Linked DNA regions of Mus musculus: region 2 is linked to region 1. A link is a contact called in public HiChIP or PLAC-seq data. All regions are on one chromosome and are shown on one strand. Each heading gives the region's core, a stretch centred on a gene start, on an enhancer-like site or on the middle of the called end of the contact. The rest is flanking DNA. Distances are from core to core; before and after follow the strand shown. Region 1 holds the start of Prr5 (proline rich 5 (renal)). Region 2 holds the start of Upk3a (uroplakin 3A).

Evidence for each region. HiChIP or PLAC-seq counts read pairs in DNA pulled down with a chosen protein or histone mark.
Region 2: an H3K27ac HiChIP or PLAC-seq map of embryonic stem cells shows a contact between it and region 1, with 3 times the contacts expected there. The contact joins the promoter of Upk3a here to the promoter of Prr5 in region 1. A contact is called at or near these places in 4 of 115 datasets of contacts at active chromatin or transcription factors (embryonic stem cells, extraembryonic endoderm stem cells and pancreatic cancer cells).

The regions. Positions count from the first base shown.
Region 1 is chr15:84,678,240-84,685,670 of GRCm38.p6, reverse strand. Prr5 (proline rich 5 (renal)) reads right to left here and starts at 4,673. Exons shown (of 8, transcript NM_146061.4): 1 at 4,352-4,673. The coding sequence starts at 4,488.
Region 2 is chr15:85,012,643-85,020,073 of GRCm38.p6, reverse strand. Upk3a (uroplakin 3A) reads right to left here and starts at 2,933. Exons shown (of 6, transcript NM_023478.2): 1 at 2,803-2,933; 2 at 1,893-2,048; 3 at 485-764. The coding sequence starts at 2,854. It overlaps Gm52194 (a long non-coding RNA gene), which reads left to right and starts at 1,138. Exons shown (of 3, transcript XR_003951558.1): 1 at 1,138-1,255; 2 at 2,420-2,558; 3 at 2,762-2,930.

The DNA.
Region 1 (7,431 bases), core at 3,424-5,923:
ACATCTGCAGATGGTCCCCAAGAAACCACAGGAAGTGGAGGGACTTCCGGGTGAGGCCAGGGGAGGGCATCCTCAGGTGTAAAGCCCCATCCCTCTCTGGCCTCTAGCATCTACCAGAAAGTAAGGCTCTCTGTGCAGGCAGGCCAGGTTCTGGCCCTGGAGCACGAATGACCTCATTGGGTAGGCACAGGGAGAAGCAGAAGCCAAGCCCAACAGCAGCTCAGCCGGAGACAGACTGCTACCAGAGGAGGGGCTGCCTGCTCCTGAGAGAAAGGGCAGGTCCCTGAAGGCCAATCTTGGTTCTACTGAGGATGAACAATTTCACCAAGTCTTGAGATTCCTGTAGGGAGGGGTGGGAACACCATCTTTCCTAGATTCCGGCTTGGTCTGGAGTCCCCTAGAGACATCTGAGGACACAGAGATAGCCAGGAATGGGGGTTTGGGGATTGGGGGTTTGGGGTCGGCTTCCTTAATGTACCTGGAAGCTACATGACAGGAAGCCATGTCTGCACCTCAGACTTGCTTCTTAGTACTTAGGGACAAAGGTTGTTCCTTGAGATCAAGTAGGGAAGAAGAGGGGCCTGGGGTGCATATCTCACAACTGCTAAAACCACAAGTCTAACAAAAGCCAAATCTGCTCTGACATGTGTCACTCAGCCACACTGGGCTAAAGCACAGTACAGCATAGCTGTCTCTTAGGGTGGCTCTGGGGGCTCTGTGCTACCTTGTCTAGTTTCCTGAAGCACCTGAGACCCTCGGCTCCAGGTCCTTCCTTGTCTTTAAGAACAGCAAGACAGGACACTAGGTGCCAGCTCCTTCTTTGACTTGTCCCACCCTTCACAGATTCCGTGACAACACAAAGCCACCTAGTCAGGCCAGACCATCACCTCAGCTCAGCAACTGTAATATAACCGCATCTTCAAAGTCTCCTAGCCACATGAAAGCCCGCAACCACAGGCTGAGAACTAGGGCAGGGACACTTTGGGGGTCACTGTTCTGCTAACCCCAAGGGGCTGAATGTACACAGTGCCCACCTCCTGGGGGCCTTTCAGGAATGGGCCTCAGGACACCTGGGCTACACCCAACCCATGGACCACCCACTATCTGTGGTCTCTTCAGTGCTGTAACACCAGTATGTGGTGGGGACGCCAATTATAGAAGAAAACACTAAGGCTTAGAAAGGTCAAGGGTCACGTCTTCTATTCAGCAGGACCAGAACTGAAATGAGGCACTGGCCGACAGTCCTCCTGTCCCCACCCTTCAGGATACACAGGTTAGACCCTGCTCCTTTTGATTCTCCCTAGCTCTGTGGGTTTTCCAAAGTCCAACCAAACAAACTAACAAAAACAAAATCCAAACCAAGCCAAAAACAAACAAACAAACAAACAAAAAAACCTGTCAGCTACCTGGAGTGAGGGAGGGTGGAGGGGTCCAGTCTCAGACTGGGCCCTCAGGCAGCTCACAAAGGCAAGATGATTGAGGGCTGGGAACCTGAGGGTCCTAGCCTGGAAGCTTTGGCTCTGGCCTGGGTGGGATTTAGGGTGTCCTGCATCTCTCTGAACCCCAATATTCTCATGTGTGTAACACATATGCCAACCCCCACCTAAGGTTCCTGAGAGCCCTGCTGCTCCTTGTTCCTACTTGAGTGAGGGCCATCACCCCTGGACATATATCTCTAATCACAGGCCAGGAACCCAGCGGCATCCCTGGACACTGGGCTCCCTGGGAGTCCTGGTTCAGATTCCAGACAGTGCTGTCAGAGGACATCCTGGTCACCTCTTTCCTCTCACATCCTCATTCTCTTTATGGACATGGATAAGGATAGCCCACTGGGAGGAGGAAGAGGAGGGCAGGGGCACACACCTTGCTTTGCAGGGGTCCTGCACTTTGGGGTAGACTTTCCCCTGCTCCTGCCTGCCCAGGGCTTCCACCTACTGGGGGACAGACAAGGCACTGGCTGAGTGAAGGCTCAGAAGGCTAGGATTCACCCATGAATTCCCCTAGCACCTTAGGTCTAGTGTAGACAGCGGCTAGCTTCTGGGAGTTTTTCTGGAGCCTCTATGGGTGAGAAGCTGGAGGACAGCAGGGCATCTCCCCGGCAGGAGGGAGCTGTTATGCCCTTGAGCTCCAGGAAAGCAGCAGCGGGTTCTCTGAAAACTACTCCACAACAGCAGCGTGGGACAGGCCAGCAGCGCCATGCCTCTTTCAGAGAGCTCCCCATGTTCCCACACACCTAGCTAGCAGGCACGGAAGGCAGGGGCTGGCCAAGTGGCCAGTGGTCTGGTGTTTCCCCATTCTACTTCCCCCAAGTGCTAAGCCATCAGCAATTACCGGCCCCCGCCCCACCCCCCCCAGCCCCTGGTTTATTTTCCAATTTGGTCTAGGGTCTCTGGCTCTGAACAGGCTGTTCGATCCTAAACTAACACTTCAGCTTGGTCAAGCCAACATGAAGAAAATGAATGAATGAATGAGTGAGTGAATGAATGAGTGAATGAATGAATGAATGTGTGGACTATCTTAGGACATAGCAATAGCTGTGCACCAAATTCAAGGGTTGTACCCAGTGTCACTGCAGTGGGTTAGACAGTCCCTGGTGTAAGGTTAAGGCTTACAATCTGACTGGGAAATAAGACTCTTTAATGCTGCGATGGTCGTGAGATGAAGGAGGACCATAGTTTGCAGGGATAGCCAGAGCACAGGCGGCTGACACAGCTGTCCTGACCCTGCTCAGGGTTCATGTCCTGGAGCCCTTGCAGGCACTGGAAAGGCAGCAGAAAGAGAGGCAGGCGCTGGGGCTGGGAGGCGACTCTGGGCCACCATCACCAGTCCCTTTACTTATGTGTGTCTGTACGTGGGAGAGTATCGGGACTCAAGCCACGAAATGCTGTACAGTATGGGTTCTGGCCACTTTGGGTGACCCTGAATCTCCCAGCTGGGATGGGGGCATAAAACCTCCCTTGCTGGCTAGGATGGTGAGGACCCTGAACAGGCTGGCCCAGGATTGGAGCACAGAACACAGCCAGAGCCTGACTCCCCAGGCAGGGGACGCCTCCGACCCTTGCAAGCCTCCCCCTCCCAGAGCTCTGGCAAAGAGTAAACCTTCTCACAGCCATGACTGGTGGCACGTGGCGCCATCAAAGCCCTCTGAGCCAGAGGCCCCCAGATGGGGTGAAAGGGTCCCCACAAAATTGCTTCTAGTAACTTCCGAGACACTACTCTCTGAATGTTCCTAGACTTGAGTTCTGAGTTACAGGGTAGACCTACTGTGTGCCAGAACTCATGCTCACAGCCTGATTACACATCTTCACATTTACTCCAACAACAGTCACTCACCCATATTATTAATAAAGAAACTGAGGACCAGAAGTGGAAAACCAACTGCCTAGGGCCACACAACAGAGGAGTGGAGTTGAAATCTGAGCCAAAAGTCAGCATGGCTCCACTAAACCCTGGCCAGAGACAAGGAAGGGGACGAAGAGAGTGGTTGAGCAGTTCTGGGGAAAAGGAGTCTTCCTTCTCTCACAGTTCTGCTCCCAGCCCAATGAGGAGACCGGTGTAGGCCCAGCAGAGAGGGAAACTAAGGTAGGTAGTCTCAGCTCTCAGGCAGGCTGCAGCTTAGTGGAGGAACTTAGGGTCCCTGCTGGCAGCCGGGTGCCCCCCCCCCCCGATTGCTCTCAGACTAGATGAACAGAAGACATGTGTCCAAGTGACAGCCGTGTCCCTAGTGGCAGACCACAGAGGGTGAAGAACCTGGCAGGATTTCTCTGCCAGGTGGAGGGGTGGAGTGGAGAGCCAGCATCCACAAACCTCCCTCAATCCGTGTTTTACTTTGGATGGAAATACTTTTTTTTTTTTTTAATTTTTCCTTAAGGGCCAAGAGGAGACCCACCGGGGAACTATGGCTAAAAGAACTATCTGTGACTGGTTGAGAACACAGCTGGGGGAGGGGCTTCCCACGCCCGGCTGGTCCTGGATGGGCCTCCGGAAGGGTCCGGTAAGGAATGTCTGGCAGCTGGCGCACCCCCGCGGACAGCTGGGAGGCCCGGGGTCCAACTCAGGGAAAGCCACCGCCCACCCCGCGCCGAGGGCCCGACACGCATACAGGAAGTGCAGCGGCGCCCCGCCGGGGGCCCGCGAGGTTCAAGTGCGCCCCTGCGAAGTGGGGGCTCAGAGGCCTCCTGCTCCCCGGCCGCCCACCCACCCACCCACCCCCGGGGAGCGATCGTGGGCTCTAGCCGCTGACACGTTGCACTCACTTCCCTCCCCGCGCACGGCCCGGCGGCGGGGCGAGCTGCGCGCAAAGTGGCGCGGTGCGGTCTCCGGCCACGCCGCTCCGGGCTGCGCGCCTTACCTGTTCCAGGTGGCGTTGGCGCAGGCCCGGCGCTGCTGCGTGCCCCGCTCGTCCGTACCCGCCGCGCCCGGCTCCCTCTTGCCCAGGTCACTGAGGCTGGGCGAACTCATGAACTTCAACCTGCGGAGAGTCCTCATGCTCACCCCGGCCCACACGCGCCCCCGCGTCCCCTACGACGATAGTCGGCGGCTAGCAGCAAGCCCGGCGACCCCGTGGGGTCCCGCCCGGGTCCTGCGCCCCCGCCCGGGGCAGCACTCCCAGCGCGGGGCCCTGTGAACCATGGCTCGCGGCGGCTCAGCGTGGAGCGCTCGGAGCGCAAAAGCAGGCCGGGGGCGGGGCCTCCAGCCTGGGCGGGGCCATAGTGGGCGTGGTCTCCTGTTGGGAGGGCGGGGCCGGCGTCTTGGAGCCCTCTGCGGCCAAAGGGCCAGCTCAAGGGGCTGGCTCCTTTGCTCTCAGCCACCTCCCTTCTTCCCTTCGGAAGCCACCACACAGGAGCCACAGAGCAGTTCAATCCCAACTGTCCACCCGGCACCCAACCAACCCTGTGGTCACACACACACCATGCACAGGGACTCATAGGCTCCCATTAACGTCTCTTGAACTCACTCCCTCTCCAGACACCCATCCCAGGAGGAAAGGCTGTGCCCACAGAGATCTATCCAGACCCCTTCACGTGGACACAGGCTCCGCCCACTGCGGATCAAAGCTTTCTGCCGGGTGCCTCAGCCATCAGCCCCACCCCACCTGAGTTTAGCATGACCAGGCTGTCCTAGAGCCTTTTCTCGGGGGAGGGGCCAGGGACTAGGGTCCTCTCAGGCCGGTACCTTGGATGATTGACTGGCCAGAGGGGTTGTTGCACCGAGAGTTGAAGGAATGGAGGACAGTGGCACCCCCTGAATCCCAGATCCCCTTGTATGGTAGAAGTCAGAGTGTCTCCTCAATCCTGGTGACTTAGGCACAAGGCAAAATGATCCTAGGACAGGACAGCCCTGGGGCATTGAGGCAAATTTGAATTCTACCTGCTGGGAATGTTGTGGGGGCACCCAGGGCAAAATAATCTCTCCCGGGTTCTGCCACCAGAACATGGCAGGCTGGACCAAGGCTCACGAACACACAGTGCCCCTGACACCCCAGCTCCTGACACACAGCCTCCTTCAAGCAAGATCTGGGAGTCCCACTCGTTTTGCCTGCCACTTCCAAGCACAGCCCCAGGTGACTTGCAGGAGAGTAGAGTCATGGTTCAACTCCCACCATCAGCATTTCCTAACCAGCCACTGTGTACTGGACACCCCCACATGCCTGTCTTAGGAGGCAAGGATCAAACAGACAACTCCTTGTTCGCAAGAACTCTCACAGAGCCGAAGGCCACTCAACCTATTGTGAAATGGCAGCCAGGGCAGGGAAGGGCTGGGCTGCTCCTACCTCCTTCATTCAGTCAATGGCCCCAGTGAGGACCTGACTTGGGGGTCAACAGCAGATGAATTTTCCAGTCTCCAAACAACAGGCACCAGCTTTCTGAACCAAGTCAAGGAACCCAGGTCTGGGAGGATGCGGCATTCAGGTGGGGGTGTAGAAACTGCTCACTCAGGTGTACAGTGGTGGTCAGCATGGCTGGGGGGAGGGGAGGGGAGGGGAGCGGAGGGGAGGGGAGGGCTGTCATTGCTCCATAGCACTAGCCTTGTGGCTAGTCCTATGTCCCGGGTGGGTGCTCTCCATCCCTGGAGCAGCTGTAAGCTTTGGGTGAGTCACTTCTCAAAGGCTTCAGTTTCCTGTGTTTTGGAAAGTGAAGGCCACACATCCATGGTCTCTCTCTATCCTTCCAGACCCTGGGGTTTTACATCCTGTATCAAGTATGTCCAGTCTCTGCCTACAAACTCTATGTGCGTCAGGATAGGTATGAATGCCGGCCAACGTAAAATCACAACCCTAACCCTCAGGCTGAACTGCTCTCTCAGAGGATACAAGTTTGGTTCTCAGCACTAGCATGTGGCAATTCACAAACTACCTGTAACTCCAGCTCTGTGAATCCAGCACCCTCTTCTGGCCTTTTTGGGGCACTGCATGCAAGTACACAAACCCACACTCAGGCACACATTCTCATACACATAATCAAAATTTTAAAATAAAAAAGATCGGATACATGTACTAGGCCTTCCTCTTGAGTCTACCCACCCTGCCCCATCCTTGGTTCTTAGCACCCTAGCCTGAACTACAGATCCTTTCTGACCACTCTTTCTGACTGTTGCTTCTTGCCCTCACAAACAATAACTAGAGCTGGCCATGGCACACATTGCCCTCCTGAGTTCCCACTGTGCTGAAGAGCAAGCCCGAGGCCCCCAATCCTTGAGATGCCTTCAAAACCTGCGAGCCTCCCTGCTCTCCAGAACCCCTTTCAGTGGAGATCAAAGTTGAAGATCATCTCTCCTTTCTCTGATTGCCCCTGCCCTTGTTTAGACTTAATCTGGCTTTCCTGACATTGTCTATCAGAGCCAGGAGCAGGAACTTGTTCATATCTACCTTCCCTATGCTTGGCACACAGTCGCTACTCAATAGGAATGGCTAGATATATCTATCTCATGTTTTAGGTCAGATCGGTGAAAACCAAGATGCATAAACACGAGGCCACCATTTCTCTGCCACGGGTGTCGCTGCAGCAAAACCCTGGTCCCCTCAGAGAAGCCTGACCTTTTATTCAGCAGTTGGGCAGGACAAGGGGCAGAACTGACCCCTGGCTGCCCGTCTGGCAGGAGTGGCCAGATGGGAACAGAGAGGCAGTCTGAGTAACCAGAGGGAGGGAGAAGGCTGGTAGGGGAGGGGAGGCCACAGTGGGCAGGAGAGGAAGGAAGAAGTGAGCTGCAGGGGGCTCCTAGGGAAGGGGCTAGAAGCAGGACAAGCAATATCCAGAATGGGTGAGACTTAAAAGACATCTCTAGTGCCAAGTGTAGGGGTGCTGGCCTGAAATCTTGGTTGTTGGAAGGTTGAGACAGGAGGATTGCCCTGAGTTTGCAGCCAGCCCCATAGCGAATTATAGACTCTTAGGAGACAGTGTCTCAAAGAAAGGAAAGTAAAAAAAAAAAAAA
Region 2 (7,431 bases), core at 1,684-4,183, 340 kb before region 1:
TTACATCCCAGTTTAGACAGTGGACTGGATAATCTGAGGACCAGTTCATCTACGGCCTGTAGTTTAGTGACCCTTAAAAGTAAAGCCCCTTATGGAGCTGTGGCTATAGTTCAGTGGAAGGGTGCATGTTCAGCATGTGCGAAACCATAGGAGCACATACAGCCTAAACCAGGCAGCACAGGGGGTCAAGCTTAACCTGGGCTATGTGAAAGTCTGTCTCAAAGCAAAAGAGGAGGTGGGGAGGAGAAAGGCAGGGAGGGAAGGAGAGAGGGAGGAAGGAAGGAAAGAGAAAAGGAAGACAGGATGAATTTCAAACTGCTTGCAGAGCAAGGTGCCAAGCTGGCCCTCTCGGGTCTCTGGGTACCTGCTGCAAACCAGGAAGCCCACCCTTCCAGACACCTGATCCCTGAGCTCTGTGAAGTGTGGCTTCCCCCATTTTGTTCCCCATTTTGTCCCTCATCCTCCCACAGCCTCTGACACCCACCTGTACTCAGTGGCCGCTGTCAGGGGTGGGTTGCAGAGGCCCTGGAAGTTGGGGTCCCAAAAACAGGTCCCGTTGTTGCCCACCCTGACTAGGTATGCGTTCAGGATCTCTGAGGCCTGGGTCACATCTCCAACAGCATCCAGGCTGGGCAAGTCACCACAAGGGGTCAGGTCAAAGGCCGCAGCTTTATAGGGGCCTGACCTCCCACCCTGGGTTTGCCGGAAAGTGGTGCTCAGTGGGACGCCAGCGCTGTCCTGTACAGACACATTCCTGGACATGGCTGCAGAGAGGATGCAGGAAGTCAAGACCCTGGCCACTCTAACTCAGCAGCAAGCACTCAGTCACCCATCAAACACCCGAGTCCAGAGCTGTCCAGGTTGGTGGCGGGCACTAGGATGATTGGCGTGTGCTCAGAGGTAACAGTGCAGCTGTCCCAGAAACACCCCACTGTGAGGTACTGGATCCATGTCTCACTCACTGTCTTCTGGTGTCCCTCTAGCTCAACAAACCTCTGCCACTTGTAGCTGTCCTAGATTCTTTTTTTTTTTTTTAAGATTTATTTATTATTATATGTAAGTACACTGTAGCTGTGTTCAGACACCCCAGAAGAGGGCATCAGATCTCATTACCGGTGATTGTGAGCCACCATGTGGTTGCTGGGATTTGAACTCAGGACCTTTAGAAGAGCAGCCAGTGCTCTTAGCCGTTGAGCCATCTCTCCAGCCCGGATTCTTTCCTCTTCGAAATGGGAAGGACTGGGATAATGCTAAGGTGAGTGTGGCTGGACCCATACTGCACATTTTCTCTTTACTTCCTGGGTGACCAAACCACTTGACATCTCTGGCCCCTGGACTTCGGTGAAATAGAAAAATACCTCAGGGTATCCACAGATTGGGCGCATGTAGGCAGTAATAGAGGCCTGCTGACAGGATGGGATGCTGGAGATGTTAATAGGCCATTTATGGGGTGGCTGGTCCCCAAATTCAGGAGCTTACATTATTGTGGTTTGGAAAACAGGGAGCAATCCAGGGAAAAACCCTGAAACAACCCTAGGCTCAAAGGCCTGTGAGATCAGAATGTAGCTGTCCAAACCCCAGAGAGGGGCCCCCACCCCGTCTTCATCCCCTACTCTACCATAATACCCTGCATGCTGCTTGCAGACAGTGGCTCTAAAGTGGGCAAGGCAGCTGGTGCTAGGCTGGTGCTGGGAAACTGGTGTGGCTCCCTCCCACCAGCCTGGTAAAGGGCAGGTCTGGGGCCACAACCACAATGGTGTCAGTGTGTGTGAGAGCAGTGATAAGTGAAGGCATCCTGGACCTTCATAGACATGCAATATCCCACCCCCCACTTTCCCCCTCTTCCCCGTAGACTGTCAAGTGGCGCTTTTGGAGGGAAGCGGGTCCCTTACCTGAGTCGACCATAGCATAGAGGTAAACCTCGTAAGAGCCGCTGAGTGGCTCTGAGCTATCAAACATGCACAGAGGCTTCTCCAAGGCCACGGTGGTGAGGGTAGGGTTGTTGGTGGCAAAGGTCACACTGGCCAGTTGGGGCTGGAGGTTCACAGCTGGGGAAGGCAATGAGGGTAGGAGCTGACCTCTGGGCCCTTGCTGCAGGTCCAGTACTGGGTTTGGTCCTCCCAATGGGTCATCCCATGAACTTTTCTCCTGTTCCCTGTGCCCACCTTGCTGGTCATTCTGGGCAGACACATCCCTACCCCACCTCAGTCAGACAGCTGCTGCCCTCTAGCTGTCTCCATAAGGTCTCTCTGCCTCCACCCCTCACTCTCTTCACTTGAACGGTCTACCCTAACAAGCAAGCCTCATCCGTTTTCCTTTCTCTCAGACCCTTTGTGGCTCCCCCACTGGCTTCCCTCATAGTCTCTGAGGAAAGACAGTGAGGTCCCGAAGTTCACAGCTTTTTCATGTCTACTCTCAGCTTCAACCCCTGCAGGCTTCTCCTCACTATCTGCCCGGGCCATAAGGATCAACAAGCCAATGCCAGGATGGAACATCCCTCCCACTCCAAGAACTTGCCGTTCTACCTCCCCTCAGTTCAGGGGTCACCACAGGACTGGGTGAGTCTGCTCTCTGCAGCCCCTGTGTGGTGTTCCCTAGCAACAACCATCACAGAATTGAGGCCAGCCCAAGGGTGGGCGCTGGGATTCCCATCAGTTTCTATTACTACAGCTGCTAACATCTGTGTCCCTAATGCAGGCGCCTATTCCTGAACCCCCTAAATGAGATTCCTAGTGCCACTCAGTGTCTCCACTCCCCTCAGGCCTCCCTGGACACGCCCTGGAGGTCTTCTCCCCGGCTTACTCCAGCCACACCGCAGGCATCCGAGAGCCAGCAGGGCCCAGAGCAGGAGCATCGCCCGAGATGAGCCTTCGCGATGCACTCTGCCTGAGAACGCGCACCTGCTCCCTGCAGCTCCGCTCACCTGTCACCAGCAAGGGCATGCCCCGCCCCTCTCAAACGGACCAATCCGAAGCCTCCCCTTGAGATATTTGCATACAGTCCGGTCCTGGGCTCCTCCCGCCCAGAGCAACTAAAGCTCTGATCCTTCTCTTGGTCTTCTGCAAAGCTCCTAAGGTGTGCAGAAACTAAGCTGAGGTTTTCACAGTGTTGTCAGAGATAACGCAATCTCTGGAACCTCAATTTCTATACTGCAAAGTAGAGATGCTAATCCCATAAGCATCTTTGGGACCTCAACTTCTATACCGCAAAGACGCTAATTCTCATAAGCATGAGCCCATACTATGTGCCAGATACTGATAAAATTAACAGTCATGGAAAAATGAAGTCCTGGATAGTGACTCTTTCTGTTCACAGGCCGTACAAGACAGAGGCCCAAGGAGGTAAGGAAGGGGCAGGAACCTCCTCCTGAGAGGCAACGGGCAATAGTGATGCTGGGCTGGAGTGCAGCTCAGTGGTAGATGCTTGCTTGGTCCAAGTAAGACCCTGGGTTCCCTCAGCAAAACCAAGGGGGAGGGGCGGAAGAGAAGAAAACCTGCTCCTTTGTGCTGTACCTCTTCAGTTGAGGGCTCCTTCAAGATGAAACTGAACAATACCCAGCCACTGCTCTTTGACATGGATCTCGAATGCAAACATCACTGGTCCTATGAGAAACACACAGACCTAGAAATAGGGATGATGCCCTGGGTATGCTCTGGGTGAAGAGTGGAAGGGTTGTGGGCCCCCAATCAGTGGTGGGAACAACAAACAAGGTTTTCCCATGAAACAAAGTGTCTTGACCCACAGCAGAACACCCTGCTGTTGAGTAAGGGGCATTCCTGTTATGACCAACGCGAATGGGGGAAGGGAATTGTGTGTTCACAGATACTTTGTGGAAAGATGTCAATCTGAATGTTCACGACTTGATTACTGAGAGAGAGAGAGAGAGAGAGGGAGAGAGGGAGAGAGAGAGGGAGGCTATTTTTAGATTGACAGATACTACGGTGCTTCTGCTACTGGGGACCAAAAGAGCTAGCAAAACTGTGCCAACTTTTGATCTCGCTCAAGAAGATGGTGCCTGTGAACATGCTGTCAGGAAGCCCTTAAATGCACCCAAGACTCCATGTCTTGTCACTCCATGTGTCCTGCAACACAAACGCCGCCAACGTATTTCGCCGAAGAAACGACAGGCTAAAGAAAACAAGGGGGAGGCTGCAGACTGCAGAATATGCCAAGAGAACGAAGGAAGCCAAAGGAAAAAAAATGCCAGGAACAGATCGCCAAAAGATGTAGGCTGTCCTCGCTGAGAGCATCTGCTTCTAAGTCTCAGCCCAGTCAAATGTACATCTTTATCAGTAACAGATAAATGATCAGACCATGAGAAAAGAAATGGAAAGGAAAATGATGGGGGTCCTCATCCAAATTAGCCAGTTCCCTCCAATGTCAGGAATCTGTGCGCATCTCCAAATGCATCTGAAATCAATTTTACGTGTAAAACATAGGGATGAACAAACATGGGCAGGGGACCAGTAAATCAGTAAAGTGGGGAATGGATACTATGATCATCTATGTAAAAACTGGATCTGGGTGAATTTGCAACCAGCTGTCTCAGGCTCTTCTCAGAGAAGACCCTAAGAACCCTAAGTCCTGAGATAGAGCCCAGGATTTTCCAGGGAAGTTGTTGGTAGTGGGAGCCGGAGGGCAAGCCTGTGGTATCCAAGCACTGAAGATGCGCTCACTAGAGAATGAGGAAGATTTGGAATGCAGAGAGAACTCTAGGGAGCAGAACAGGACAAGAAAGATGCACTTGCCTTGTAAGCACAGGACCTGAGTTCAAATCCCCAGCACCCATGTGAAAAGCCAGGCACAGTGGCACACCTAGAATCCCAGGGCTGGGAAGGTGGGGACAGAAGGATCCCTAGGATTTTCTGACTGTCTCAAAAAATATGGTAAAAGAGAAGACACTTGTGGTGACCTCTTGCATGCACATGCAAACACACATGTATATGCTTAAAACACACACACACACACACACACACACACACACACACACACACACACAAACAAACAAATAAATAAATAAATAAATAAGCAAAATGATTTTATTTTATTTTTATTTTTTTTGACCACTTAAAGAGCCTTGCTTTACCACTCCTACCCTCCAACACTCACCTCTGCAGAGAACAAAGTTCAAATGCTTACATTCTGAAACCCACTTCCTGGCAAAGATCCCCCTGGCCCCTTGGAGAGGGGTTAATTCCAGCCTGGGAAGGGCAAGGCAGGAGGAGCTAGGCTTTTTGCAATCAATGAAAGAATGCTGAACATATGTCAAAGTAGCCAGTCTAGACCGGCTGGAAGAGGTAGGTGCCCATCGCCTGATCTGGGGAACTTTGAGCACAAAATAAACAAAGGCGGTAAATATTTTACATTTAGCCTGTTTGATAAAATACAAGTCTGTGAGTCAATACTGAGTCTGTACAGAGATGTAGAGATACTGGCTTAATGCAGTGACCTAGCTGTCAGACAGACAGATGGACAGACAGAAAGACAGACAGACAGACTGCGCCTGCCCGCAGAGTTTAACCTAGGGTCTATTTGGCAGGAAACAAACAGACAGATCCAAACCGGGGTTGGGAGTGGGAGTCCTGTCTGCCAAACAACAGACCACGCTGCTTCGAAAGTATCTGTGTCCCCAAAAAACAAAGGACAAAGCAAGACAGGCTGAGAGCCAAGGCTGAGGAAGACTGGGGGCACGTAGCCCCTCCACGCACAGTAAACTTCTGGTTTACTCATCTAAAAACAAGCAGCCGGACCAGGCATCGTGGCACACGCCTGTAGTTCCAGCACGTGGAAGGAGAAAATCAGGAGAAGCTCAAGTTGAAGGCCAGCCTGAGCTGCCTGAGTTTCCAAAGGCTGGGGATGGTAGCTCAGTGGTAGAGCACCTGCCTAGCATGCACTAGGCCTTGTTTCTGTCTCTGGTACCACAGGGATGCACACACAGATGTGCACACAGAGCAATGCATAGTGTACGCTATTATAACCACTGTAACAAGAAAAATTATCAGCATGTGATGCATATTAGAGAGCAATAGTGCATAGAACTTAAATTTCTAGGCTGGTGCAATGGCTCAAGCAGTGGGGAAAGGTGCTTGCTTCAAAGCCTGATAACTCAGAGTCTGATTCCTGGGATCCACATGATGGTAAAACCAGCCTGTGAAACGGGCCTGCCGTGGATAGGTGTGTTTGGTTTGGTTTGGTTTGGTTTTTCCAGACAGGGTTTTTCTCTGTGTTGTCCTGGCTGTCCTAGAACTTGCTTTATAGACAGGCTGGCCTCAAACTCAAAATCCTCTTGCCTCTGCCTCCCAAGTGCTAGAATTAAAGGTATGTGCTATCCTTGCTTGGCCAGATACAGAGATTCTAAATTGAGGCTTGAGTCCTTCACTTTTGACTGTAGGGCTATTAGAACTATGAACCCCAAGAAACTGGAATCCTCTACCACCCCAACCCCTGGGAATCTCATGCTGACAGAAGACAAAGCCTACAGCCTGGGCTGACCAGAGGCGACACTTCTCCCCAGGACAGAAGTTCCTAGCTTGTCAGCCTACCTTATAGAAGTGACAGCAACAGATCAATGGTGTGTGGGACCTTGACCCAGACTACTTATATCTGCATAGCATTAGCCTTTACTTAAACACTAACCTTATTTTAAGACCCCTAAGATGAACCTGGGGCCACTGAATCTGTGTCCTGTTACCCACTGCAGTCATGTTTGATAAATATCAGAGTTTTTTGCCTTAATATGAATTTGGTAGCTTTAAATGCCTTATGAATGGCAGGAGCTTGAATCTGACTTGTTGGGGGCACAGCCTGTGTCCCCAAATCTGGTAATGGTAAAAGGGGAGAGCTGCTTCCCACAACACTGTGGCACCTATAGACCTCTCACTCCCAATAATAAGTGTGAAGGTCTCACTAAGTAGCTCTCACTAGCCTGGAACTAACCAGGCTGCCCTGGAACTCAGAGGAATCCACCTGCTTCTGCCTCCTGAGTTGCTGGGATTAAAGGCACCAGTGACGAGTTTTCTTTATTCTTTTAAAGATGTTCCATGTTTTATAGTGCTGGTGTGGTTATGTGAAAGGGACAAGGGTGAAGTGTCCTGAGTCAGATCAGATGGCAGGAAGGATAAAGAAAGTGTAGCATTATGTCAACAGTTGTAAATGGAGAAGACTTTGCACACTGCTGTTCTTAGCAGCATTCCTGCAGGCTTGGCATTTTCAATGTCAAAGTGTTGTGGGGGAAGGGCTGGGTGTGTAGCAGAGTGCTTGCCTGGCATGCCTGAGACTCTGGGCTTACTCCAAGCAATAAAAAGGGGGGGCGGGAGGGAAGTTTGGGGGAATGTTCTGTGCTCTTCCTTCTCTGGGGGCTCAGTTCCCCTCTGTGAATGGGGTGGGGTTAGTTAGACACTCCTCGGTTCTGACTTACAGGGTAGACAGTTT